Regions from separate parts of the Mus musculus genome. Here region 2 is linked to region 1. The links are chromatin contacts, called in public HiChIP or PLAC-seq maps. All regions are on one chromosome and are shown on one strand. The core of a region is the stretch at or near the end of the contact, and the rest is flanking DNA. Distances in the headings are between cores, read along the strand shown.

The links. HiChIP or PLAC-seq counts read pairs in DNA pulled down with a chosen protein or histone mark.
Region 2: an H3K27ac HiChIP or PLAC-seq map of embryonic stem cells shows a contact between it and region 1, with 6 times the contacts expected there. The contact joins the promoter of Nkiras1 here to the enhancer-like site in region 1. A contact is called at or near these places in 2 of 39 promoter capture datasets (cranial neural crest and embryonic stem cells), 1 of 15 datasets of contacts at CTCF or cohesin (large pre-B cells), 4 of 484 Hi-C or Micro-C datasets (cerebral cortex, cortical neurons, palatal mesenchyme and 1 more) and 2 of 115 datasets of contacts at active chromatin or transcription factors (astrocytes and embryonic stem cells).

The regions. Positions count from the first base shown.
Region 1 is chr14:16,432,377-16,437,874 of GRCm38.p6, forward strand. Rarb (retinoic acid receptor, beta) reads right to left here. Exons shown (of 8, transcript NM_011243.2): 5 at 4,358-4,534; 6 at 2,678-2,882; 7 at 1,789-1,947. Among named protein-coding and RNA genes, the nearest start is that of Top2b, 70 kb to the left of the region's middle. Within about 2 kb of position 2,380, at least 60 of the 459 cell types and tissues checked have an H3K27ac peak or open chromatin away from gene starts, as enhancers often do. A contact at or near this core is called in cortical neurons and embryonic stem cells, where this site is marked.
Region 2 is chr14:18,268,516-18,274,013 of GRCm38.p6, forward strand. It overlaps Nkiras1 (NFKB inhibitor interacting Ras-like protein 1), which reads left to right and starts at 2,621. Exons shown (of 4, transcript NM_023526.4): 1 at 2,621-2,808. It overlaps Rpl15 (ribosomal protein L15), which reads right to left and starts at 2,471. Exons shown (of 4, transcript NM_025586.3): 1 at 2,444-2,471; 2 at 1,764-1,945; 3 at 1,392-1,528; 4 at 1-801. The coding sequence starts at 1,935. The coding sequence ends at 496.

The sequences.
Region 1 (5,498 bases), core at 1,130-3,629:
ACATGTGTCTTTGTTGAGAAGAACCAACTTATTGGAAGAAAAAACTATAAGGTGTTTACTGTGGGAATGTCAGCCACCAGAATGTCAAGTGTGCTTCGAGATCCCAGTTAGATTGGTTCTCAGGCACAGGCTGATCCACCACTGCCTTTGAAAACAGAATAAGTACTAATAGGGCACACTAGAGGTTCTCAGTCTTTAAGAAAAAGAAGTGGAGATGTGTGATGTGCATATTTGATAGTTGCAGTGCTTCAATCAAATTCGGAATATAAAATTTACAAAGAGAAGTCACTGATGAAAGATCAGGAAAATAAAGGTGAAAGGATGGGCAGTTTCCACAATGGAAAGATTGACTTGAGTCACAGTATGTGATGGTTTTCTGCAACCCAGTCCAGCACCAGGTGGTTTCATGCCACCACACCTCACACACCCCCAACATGCAGCTGGTTAGGTGGAAATATGTCAATAACAAAACTACCTCAGAACCATGTGGCTAGCGTTGCTGGACTTACTGCTAGTATGGGGCTTGGGACATTTCTGTATGTGGCTGCTAGTCCTCAGGTCACTGGCGTGGATATATATAGGGTGATAGGAACACACTTTCTCTCTCTCTCTCTCCCTCTCTCCCTCTCTCTCCCTCCCTCTCCCTCTCTCTCCCTCTCTCTCCCTCTCTCTCCCTCCCTCCCTCCCTCCTCCTCTCCCTCTCCTCTCTCTCTCTCCCCACTTCATTCAATTACATCCATTCAAGTACTAGTGTCTTTTTGCTTCTCTTAATCCTGTGGTGGAAATGAACTTAGAATGTTCCCCTCGGCTCCCTCAAACCAAACTACCAAATGAATAAAAAAAGAAAAACAAAACCAACCCACAAAAAAACTAAAAAACAAGAACTGAGGTTTCTTGTCAAGCAAGTTCATTGTGCATTTAAGCACTTTTGTGTCTTGGCTTGCCAAGATCCTGAGGTGTAGAATCTGCTAATGGGAGGGAACATGATATGTAATAGCGTGGCTGGCTGAGTCATCTCGATAGAAAAGTCCTCTGCACTCAGCTATGAGATGCCTCTAGGCATTTCTGTAATTGCCTGAGTTGCCACATAGACTGAGAATCATGAGGCAAGAGTATTTATATCTCTCAGCCAGGCAAGAATTCCTGTACTCAGAAGAAGTGCCTACACCAGAGCTGCAGCCACAGTGACCTTCATTTGCCTAGGGTTGTTAGGGTGCCATGGAAAAATAGGCTGAGTGTATAGAAGCCTAAGTTATTTGAAAAGCTGGAATGAAATGTACGGAATCAAAAATAAAACCTGGAAAAAGGGAGCGGGGGTGAGGGCTCAGAGCTTGCTCTGAAAGTTGCTTGACTGAGTTGGTGCCCTAGAAAGGTCACAGAGATTGAGGGAGAGAAGTGACTCCATGTAATTGTCCTTTAACCTCCAAGGGCATGCATATGAGCCCCAGCAATAATAACAGTCTTAAAAAACACATCATCTCTGAAGAGTTGCTCTTCTACCCAGCCATCCATTCTAAAACAATTATCTCTTAATATCACTGGGTAGTGGTATCTGCTTTCTGCTTTTACTATCTCCCACCAGAGACACCATCAAAATGTCTTCCTTAGGAAACCTGAGGTGCTCTTAACTACACACACATGAGTGCTCAGACAAGGCTAATTCCTTTTGATTTCTATGAGATAGACATCCCAACTTAAGCAATAATGGGACTCCTGATATTAAAATATGGGCTTTAAAAAGCAAAAGTTGGCCAAGCTCTGTTCTGCTTTCCACCTTTGAAGACATACCTTTCGCGCTGATGCTGCGGAGATCTGTGATTTTCATTAAGATCTTTGGAAACATGTGAGGCTTGCTGGGTCGTCGTTTTCTAATGTAAATCTTTAGTGCTTCCAGCAGTGGTTCTTGGAGCTTGTCTACTTTTGTTGGTTCCTCAAGGTCCTGGCGGTCTGGATAGCAGGAGAAAGTATTCAGTGTTTAGTGATCAGACAGGCTCAGAGACTGCTGGCTATCTTTCCTTGTCTCCTATTCCTCCTGTAAAGTGGCTTTATTTGGTGACTCAGTTGTACACTAAATTGAGTAAATGCAATTGCTTTAAGCAGTGACACTTGAAGATGCCCCCTTAGTAAGCTCATTTGATGTCCACTTGCTCAGGCCCAGAGGCAAGAATTACCTCTCATGGCCAGATGGTGTCAGTATTGAGCTGAACAAAAGAACCCTGGGCAGCCTGTAAAAGCCAGGTAGATAACCTTTCCCCTTCATTACAACCATTACTTTTGAACTAAAGTTGGCTTCTGGTTAGCCAGCAGGGGTCACTACAAAGAAGGGGCCATACTTTATTCCAGCCCACCAGGTAGGCACCTGTATGGTGGGGAAGACCAAGAGGTGATTTGAATTCAAATAACATGTGATTTGTGTAGGTCATCACTAAAATGTCCTTAGGCACACAGCAGTACAATCCTGCTTTTACAAAAGCACCTGTTTCCCACAAGAGAAACAGAACAAACTCATTTTGGCATTTCTTTTGTTTTGGCAGAAGGAGCTCAAACACCAGTACTTAGTTTGCAACAGAAAGAAGTACAACGCCTTTCTCATGCCAAAGAACCCCAGTGGAGATCTCTTCTGTGCCTTTGTAATTGCTCTGTTGGGGTCTGGTGACGGTTTCTAAGGAGTCAGTACCTCCACAGATTAAACAGATGGCACTGAGAAGGCCTGTTTCTGTGTCATCCATTTCCAAAGGCAGGAGCTGGTTGGCAAAGGTGAACACAAGGTCAGTCAGAGGACCGAAGCCAGCATTGTGCATCTGAGTTCGATTTAGTGTAAGGCCATCAGAGAAAGTCATGGTGTCTTGCTCTGGGGTATACCTGGTACAAATTCTGAGAATCTGGAAGAAAAAAAAGTATGCATGTACACTTGCTGCATCATTTATGACGGCCTGCCCTGACAGCACTGACCAGATCTATGGTAGAAGAAAAAGGAGCCTGGGTCATCTGGACAGTATGCCCCACTGTTGAGGTTGATAGGAATAATATGTAGGACTCACATTTTGAGAAATAACTTTTTACTAAAATAAATCATCATTTGATTGAAATATCTATTTCTTGAGTACTTACCTCTCAGGCACTAAGCCAGGTACTAGTGCAAAGAAGATTAACAAGATTCTATTTTCAAAAGTTTAGTCAACCAAAAATAAGTAAGGATGATCCTTACCAACTGTGATAGCTAATCTTCATGTCGACTTTATGGGATCTAAACTTGCTATGGGAACACACATACTTCTAGGCATGTCTGAGTGATGGTATTTCACAAGGGCTAAACTAATCAGACAAGATGTACCCTGGATGTGTGTGGCACACACTCCAGAGACTAGGAGCTTTCAGACTGAAAACAACAACAACAACAACAACAACAAAAAGCTGGCATTTTCTTGACTCTGGGTACAATGTGGCCAGTTGCCTCACAGTCCTACATACATGGCTTTCTTATCATTGTGGCTTCTATTCTCAAACCATGAGCTCAAATAGAACTCCCTTAACTTGTGTCTTTCAGATATTTGGTTGTATCCACAGGAAGGTAACTATAAGAAGTCTTTATTAGATACTTAGCATGCCCTATACCCAGTCTTTCAGATGAACATCCTATAGTTTAAGCTGAGGGGTAATGAATCTGACTCAAGGAAAGCCCTCTTATAATACAGTGTGTTTGTAGCTACACAGCCATCATGCCATAGACAGGAACAGAGGCAGCAGACTGCAGGGGTTAGGAGGAAGTCAGGGTCAGAGTTGGGGAGAGGGTGTTTGCACCCTACCATGGAACGCAAGTAGATTCTCTACTCTAGAAGGTACTCCCTCCTTGTGCTTATTGTTACTGTCCAGACCTACATGTGCTCCATACCCTCTGCCACATCATCCCACAGAACGCCTGCCTTCTCTCACCGTAAAGGCCTTAGGCCTGGTGAGCTCCAGCAGTCTCCAGTCCTTCCCTAGGGCCTACCTGGTCTACAAAAGGGTATACAGATACTAGGTAGCAGGCCATCACTGAAGGCCAGTGAGGAGTCACTCTCCTGATCATAATGGAGAGGGATACAAGGAAGGAAAGTCCTATCAAATCCCAGAGACCTCTGAATTTTTGTCAATTCAGTGAAATTCCAACATCTGGAAAGGATTCTCCAGATCTAGAAAGTAACTGAGAAGTGGTCTCCTCAGAAGATCCTAGAAGCCTCCAACTCCCTCTTCCTTCCTTCCTTCCTTCCTTCCTTCCTTCCTTCCTTCCTTCCTTCCTTCCTTCCTTCCTTCCTTCCTTCCGTCTTCTCCTTCCTCCTATCCCCTCCTTCCTCCTAGAGTTCAGAAAAGATCCTACCAAGATATCCAAGCAGGCGGCTTTGAGCAGGGTGATCTGGTCTGCGATGGTCAGACCTGTGAAGCCCGGCAGACGCTTGGCGAACTCCACGATCTTAATAATGCACTTGGTGGCCAGCTCACTGAATTTGTCCCAGAGGCCCAAGTCCAATCGGACCCGGTGGTCAGCGCTGGAATTCTGAGAAGGTGGGAGAAGAAGAAAGGGAAGAGGAAAGTGAATGACAGCATGGTGTCAGGACATAGGGACGAGGGGGCTCATATTTGCTTTCTCGGAGTGACCTCGGATTCCTGCTTTCAACTCCACAAGCTGTTTACAGCAGCCTCAAGACAGCCAGGGAATGAATGAGGGCAAGTTTCCCTGTGTGCTTATCCACACGTAATGAAGGAATGACAGACCTACTGTGGTATATGTGCTGCCTCTAGACATGGATCATCACTGCTCACTACCGCCATGTGGGTATCCTAAGGAGAACATACCACCGGGCTTCAGTCTGGCCTACATCAAACTTGAGCCAGATGAAACCTCTGCATCTGCTCATAGGACACACAGGAACATGGTGAGCAGCGCAACAGCCATGCTGAGCCCCAGATACTATGTAAAGCCAAGGAGCCACTCTTGACAGTGCACAGGAGCAGCTGCGGAGAGGAAGCCAATGTTCAATAATGTTACGGTGCTCAATAATGACTATGTAGTGAGTGGGAAGGTGCCATCAACAAAAGGAGGCAGGCACACATCTGTGGCCGCCAATAGCATTGTACTAAAGGGAGGAGACAGATACACAGGACCAGATCATTGTAGAAAAGGTGATACCGCACTGGTGGAAGGATAGGGCAATGCCTTCAGGGGACTGTGGGTGGGGCAGGCTGTCACAGGTGAGGAGGGAGCCTTTCTATAATGTTGAGAAGAGTCTGCAACATGCCAATTCATACCTTCTTAGAAGATGACACATTATATCATGAAAATTATACTCCAGAAGCTAAACTTAGATAAAACAAGATAGCTACAAGACGTTTATTGGAGGAGGTGGAAACCTTCTCTGAGCTCCATTTCAAACAAATAAAGAAGAGAGACTAATAAACAGGAGAAAGTGCAAAGTATGAACAGTAAAGTGTTCAGGAGGCTTGTTTTATTTAATGGTGGC
Region 2 (5,498 bases), core at 1,371-3,870, 1.8 Mb after region 1:
AAAATAACACTGGATTCAATTCTCAAAATGTGGGTTATAGTTGATCTCACTTTTCTATGCACAAAACAGGTTTTGAAACCCTCTCTTCCTACACATTTCTAAGCAAAATCCAACTCTATAAAGTTTGTACTCATCAAACTCCCAAGCAGCCACTTCAGTGAACCAAAAGATGCCATCGTAAAGCTGTAGATTCTATCTCATGCACCAACACATCCAGGGTCAGTTTCAGGACTTTTTACCTCTTACAGGGTCTTACACACAGAACACCACTTGGCACAAACACTATATACACTTAATCTCATAAGCAGATAATGCAAAGTACATCAGAAACAAGATATGCCATCACCTGCAGTTTTCAATTATTGCACTTAACTTCTACATTTTCACAGAACACTCATGACAATCTGTAGACTAGTTTTAACAAATAACACCTTTAAGCAGAAATGACTGTCCTAAATTGTTTATTGGATATGAATTTTACAAATATCACGTGTATTAGCGGTAACGGTGGAGCTGGAGAGTATTGCGCCTTCTCCAGGCTGCACGGCGGGAACCACCAATAGTGTGGTGGAACTTGTGGCCCTTTCCAAGGCCACGGCTCTTTCGGCCAGCAGATGTCAGCCCACGCATTTCTCTGTGTTTGTGGACTGGTTTGGTGATCCACTGGGTGTCAGGATTTCTTCTGATAGCTTTATGGAACGGATCAATGAGGATAACCTCAAAAAATTTATATGTGGAATCTTCACCAACCCAGTAGGAATTCAGGACTCTCAAAGCCCCACAATGGCGCCCAGCTCTCTCCTAAAATATGCAGAGAAAGACCAGTCAGTTTCCTGTAAACTAGACAAAAATCCTTCTAACTCTGGGTCATGAGACTGAAGCAGGCCAGGTCCCCACACACCTTAAGAATTAGACTAGCTTAAATGACAGACATGTAGACAAAAGCACATAACTTTTTTTCTCCCTAAAAACCAGACATGAAATTGAGTGCTGTCCTAGTCCCCTTCAGCAATAGGGATCAAGCCCATAACCCTATACATTAATTCAACAAATGAAAAAAAAAGTTCTAGCTTGTGGAAAGGGGGCTCCTACAACCATTTATCAACCTAAGAGTAACTGATCACAGAATATTAGCAATGTAAATAAAACAGAATGGCCCAAAATTTTACAGTCTTCCAAAAGCATAGGGTCTGTAGAAACTAGTCCAGAAACCCAAACCCCTTTCCGCACATCCTCAAGCAAAACAGTAACAATGAGTACCGATAGTGACTAAGTACAAAACAACTCCATCCCCACCTTATACCGAGGGAAACTCCACCGGCTTCCCCGTTTCTTCCTAGCCCACCATTCCTAATGGGTTGTCAAGACAATCGATACTCCCAACAACTCACCTCAGCAACAGACTGAAGGCTTCGGGCAAATTTCAGCTGGTTAACACCATGGTGGACAGGCTTGCCGTAAGTTGCACCCTTAGGAACTGGGCGTTTACGACCACCACGGCGGACACGAATCCTGTAAATGACATAGCCTACACAAACAAACAAAACAACCCAACCACCAATACGTTAGACTAAGTTAAGACTTTCCAATGCTTCCTTTTAATTACAAAGATAGACTATGTAGACTAAAGTATATCTGTAACCTATATCACATTTAGCATAGCTAAATCAGGCAGGTTTTTTGGGGGGGGGGGCACTTCCAAACTGAGGCCCGCCGACTTTTCTGGGAGTGTTATAGACCACCCACATCGTGACCTCACGCACCTTGCTTAGCCTTGTATCCCAGTCTTCGAGCTTTATCAGGCCGGGTGGGGCGGGGAGCCCTGTGCAGCGCAGAGAGCTGGCGGTATTGCCAACAGCGGACCCTCAGAAGAAAGCGCATCACGTCGGACTGCTTCTTCCTCCATAGCTCCTGGATGTACTTGTATGCACCCATCTTGGCTCACCTTTTGAGAGGAAGAAGCAAATCGAAAGAGCGATCGCTGTCAAGGACATTGACTACGGCCTCTCCATCCTTCCTGGAGCCCCACCGTCCACCGGGAATGAGAAGGGCTCTGCAGAGGCAGCAAGGCGCAGGGCCGGCTGGGCGGGACTGACTATTCCATACTCCCGGAGGCCGCCAGAACTGGCAGCAGGGTTATAACCGCCACCGCGAGTAAGACCAGGAGAGCTTCGTCCCACCCGGGCGGCCTGATGAGAGGCAAGCCGAGGCCACGCTTCCATCCCACGCCTCCTTCAGTCCCCGGCCCAGCTCGGATCCTGCCGCCATTGCGTCTCTCAAGCCTCCCGGACGGCGGCGTATTCGTACCCTCTCCACCCCGTATCCTCACTAGGCGCTCGTGCGAGGCAGAAACTCCGAGGCCGTAGGGTCGCCGGGGTCGGATGGCTGAAGACTAGCGCGATTCGCGACGGATAGACACACAAACACCACCCCGCCGCCCTACCTGATGGCTGCCGCCAGAGGAAAGGAAGAAGGCTTTCTCCCACAATCCCTTTTGTGGCTCCTCCTCCCACCCCGGCGACCCTCCTTCCGGTGGGGCATTGTAGCCGCACTGTGCCTCTTGGGGCTTGTAGTCCCGACATCCAACCTGGTGGGCGGAGTCAGGCTGGGACAGCCCGCCGCTTCCGGATGCTCTCCCAAGCTCTCAGCAGTGCTCCTGAGCTGCCAAGGCTGCGGAAAGTGAGAGGCGGCGAGTTTGCTTACGTCACGTCAAGGGGCCGGAGGAAGCAGGTCGGGGACCGGCTCCAGAGGGACGCCTTCGGACCGCGGTGACCTGCGTGCTGCTGTCTCACTGCCCTGCAGTGTCAGGTTGGTGTTTCCACCGGCGCCTCGCTCCGTGATCTCGGAGCACAGTGACCGCAGGACGGCCGTGACTTGGTCGTAGGCGAAGTGGTACGCGTGGACCTTGCGTGTCCTTAAGGCCGGCCAGGGACTTTGGACTTGCGCGAACCAGGCTAGTGGGTGGACTGTGGTGCCCGTCCCCCTCTGAATTTTCCGAGGTGCCCGGGGACTTGATTTTATAGGCGTTTTTAGGATAGCAAATTGTTCATTTGCCATGACCCGTTTCAGGAAGAAATGCTGGCATTCTGCACTGCGTTCTTTATTGAGAAGTAATGGTGTATTGGAGTTTTTGTAGTTCCAGAATTTTCTATTTTCATACAGTTGTGTGGTTTTAATAAACTACGCTTGTTTGTGGCAAAGGTTTTGGGAATCATGTTTACCTTTTCCATCAATCTGTGGCTCTTCTTATCTTTTAGAATAAATGGCAGCTTTAGCATTTTAAGAGTCCTCACCTGTCCTATTTAAAAATTCAACAGATGTATTGCTTAATATGCGTGGAGCTCAGTCTCAGCTGCTGGTGATGCAGCTCAGACAACATACAAGTTCTAGCCTTGGGAGCAAGCGTTAACACTATGCTATGTATTGCTTTTGATGCCAAGTGTAAAGGACACACATTGAAGGAGTGGAGGGGTATTGAGCGGTACAGTGTCTCAGCGTCCTGGCAAGTGGAGCCTGGACGAGGTGGGGTTGGGGTGCGGGGGGGGGGGGGGAGGGGCAGTAACTGACTTTTTTCTCTTTTAAGCACATCTGGTGGAGCTTGCAAGTTAGCATGGAGTGAAGGATATGAATTCTTTTAGGACAGTCTTCAAAAATTTTTTAACGTTTATTTTTAGGCTATGTGTGTTTATTTATGTGTGTTTACTTGGATGTATGTTTGTGCACGACCACCTTTGTACCTGGGGCCCACTGAGGTAGGTGGAAGTGGTTGAAAACTTCCATGTAGGTGCTAGGAACTGAACCCTGGGGGCTCTGCAAGAGCCGCCAGTGTTCTAATTGCTGAGCCTCCTGGATGATTTTTTTTTTTTTAATAATGCTGAAGAATAAATTACAAGTCTGTGAGTGTAGTTCAGTAGTAATGTGTTTCATTGATGTGCAGAGACACCATGACCAGGACAACTTTTATAAAGGAAAACATTTACTTTGGGGCTGGCTTACAGTTTCAGAGGTTTAGTCCATTATTATCATAGCAGGAAACATGGCAGCATGCAGGCAAACATGGTGCTGGAGAAGGAGCTGAGAGCTCTACATCTTGATCTACAGGCAGCAAAGAGAGGTGTGCCTCACTGGGCATAGTTTGAGCATGGTAGATCTCAAAGCCCACCCCCACCCCACAGTGACACTCTTCCTCTAACAAGGCCTTACCTCCTTTTTTTTTTTTTTTTTTTTTTTTCCATTTTTTATTAGGTATTTAGCTCATTTACATTTCCAATGCTATACCAAAAGTCCCCCTTACCCACCCACCCCCACTCCCCTACCCACCCACTCCCCCCCTTTGGCCCTGGCGTTCCCCTGTACCGGGGCACACAAAGTCTGCGTGTCCAATGGGCCTCTCTTTCCAGTGATGGCCGACTAGGCCATCTTTTGATACATATGCAGCTAGAGTCAAGAGCTCAGGGGTACTGGTTAGTTCATAATGTTGTTCCACCTATAGGGTTGAAGATCCCTTTAGCTCCTTGGGTACTTTCTCTAGCTCCTCCATTGGGAGCCCTGTGATCCATCCATTAGCTGACTGTGAGCATCCACTTCTGTGTTTGCTAGGCCCCGGCATAGTCTCACAAGAGACAGCTACATCTGGGTCCTTTCAGTAAAATCTTGCTAGTGTAAGGCCTTACCTCCTAATAGTACCTTTACTCTTTGGGTAAAAGATTGAAACACATGAGTCAGTGGGGCCATACTTATTCAAACCTCCACAATGTGCTTAGTAGTTAGGAATCAGAAACCAAACCTCAAGGTTTTAAGTTGGGGTACAGATCGCTGAGAGGAAGGGTTAAAAGACAATACAGAATACCAGGACTGAAGGGACTCTGGCCAGCTTGAGTGTATTGAGCGTGGCAATGGAAGAAGACCTTGCCTTTCTCTCCCATTCCCTCTGCCTTTCTAAAAACCATTAGATTACATTTCTAAAGCTAGCCACCAAGATCTAGTACCGTATTTGGCCACTTCCTTCTTCTGAGGCTATCAAGACTATCAAGGTCCAGGTATCAAAGTATTGAAGTCAAAAGGCCACTTTGGCTCACCTCATTAACATGCCCAATTAAAATTAAACACCTCATCCTAATACCAGATTATCCCTTATCCCTTTATAAACCACCATTTACCTATGATGTCCAATTCCTCTCTATCCAGAGGCAGTCCTTTGCCTCTTCAGGACAGAGACCCATCCTTCCTCTCCCTTCCTTTCCCCTCCCATCCTTTACCTCCTGACTTTGTCTCTATTCCCTACCCTCTGTTCCTCTGGGGTAAGTAAATCTCCTTTGTGTTAGAACTTGGTCTTGGGGGTCCAACAGACAAAAACAGCAAGCAGTATTCTGGAATCACAGCTAAGGAGCTAGGAAACTACTGAATGATTCTGAGAATGAAAGTTAGATTTTGCTGGGTGTGGTGGCACACGCCTTTAATCCCAGCACTTGGGAGGCAGAGGCAGGTGGATTTCTGAG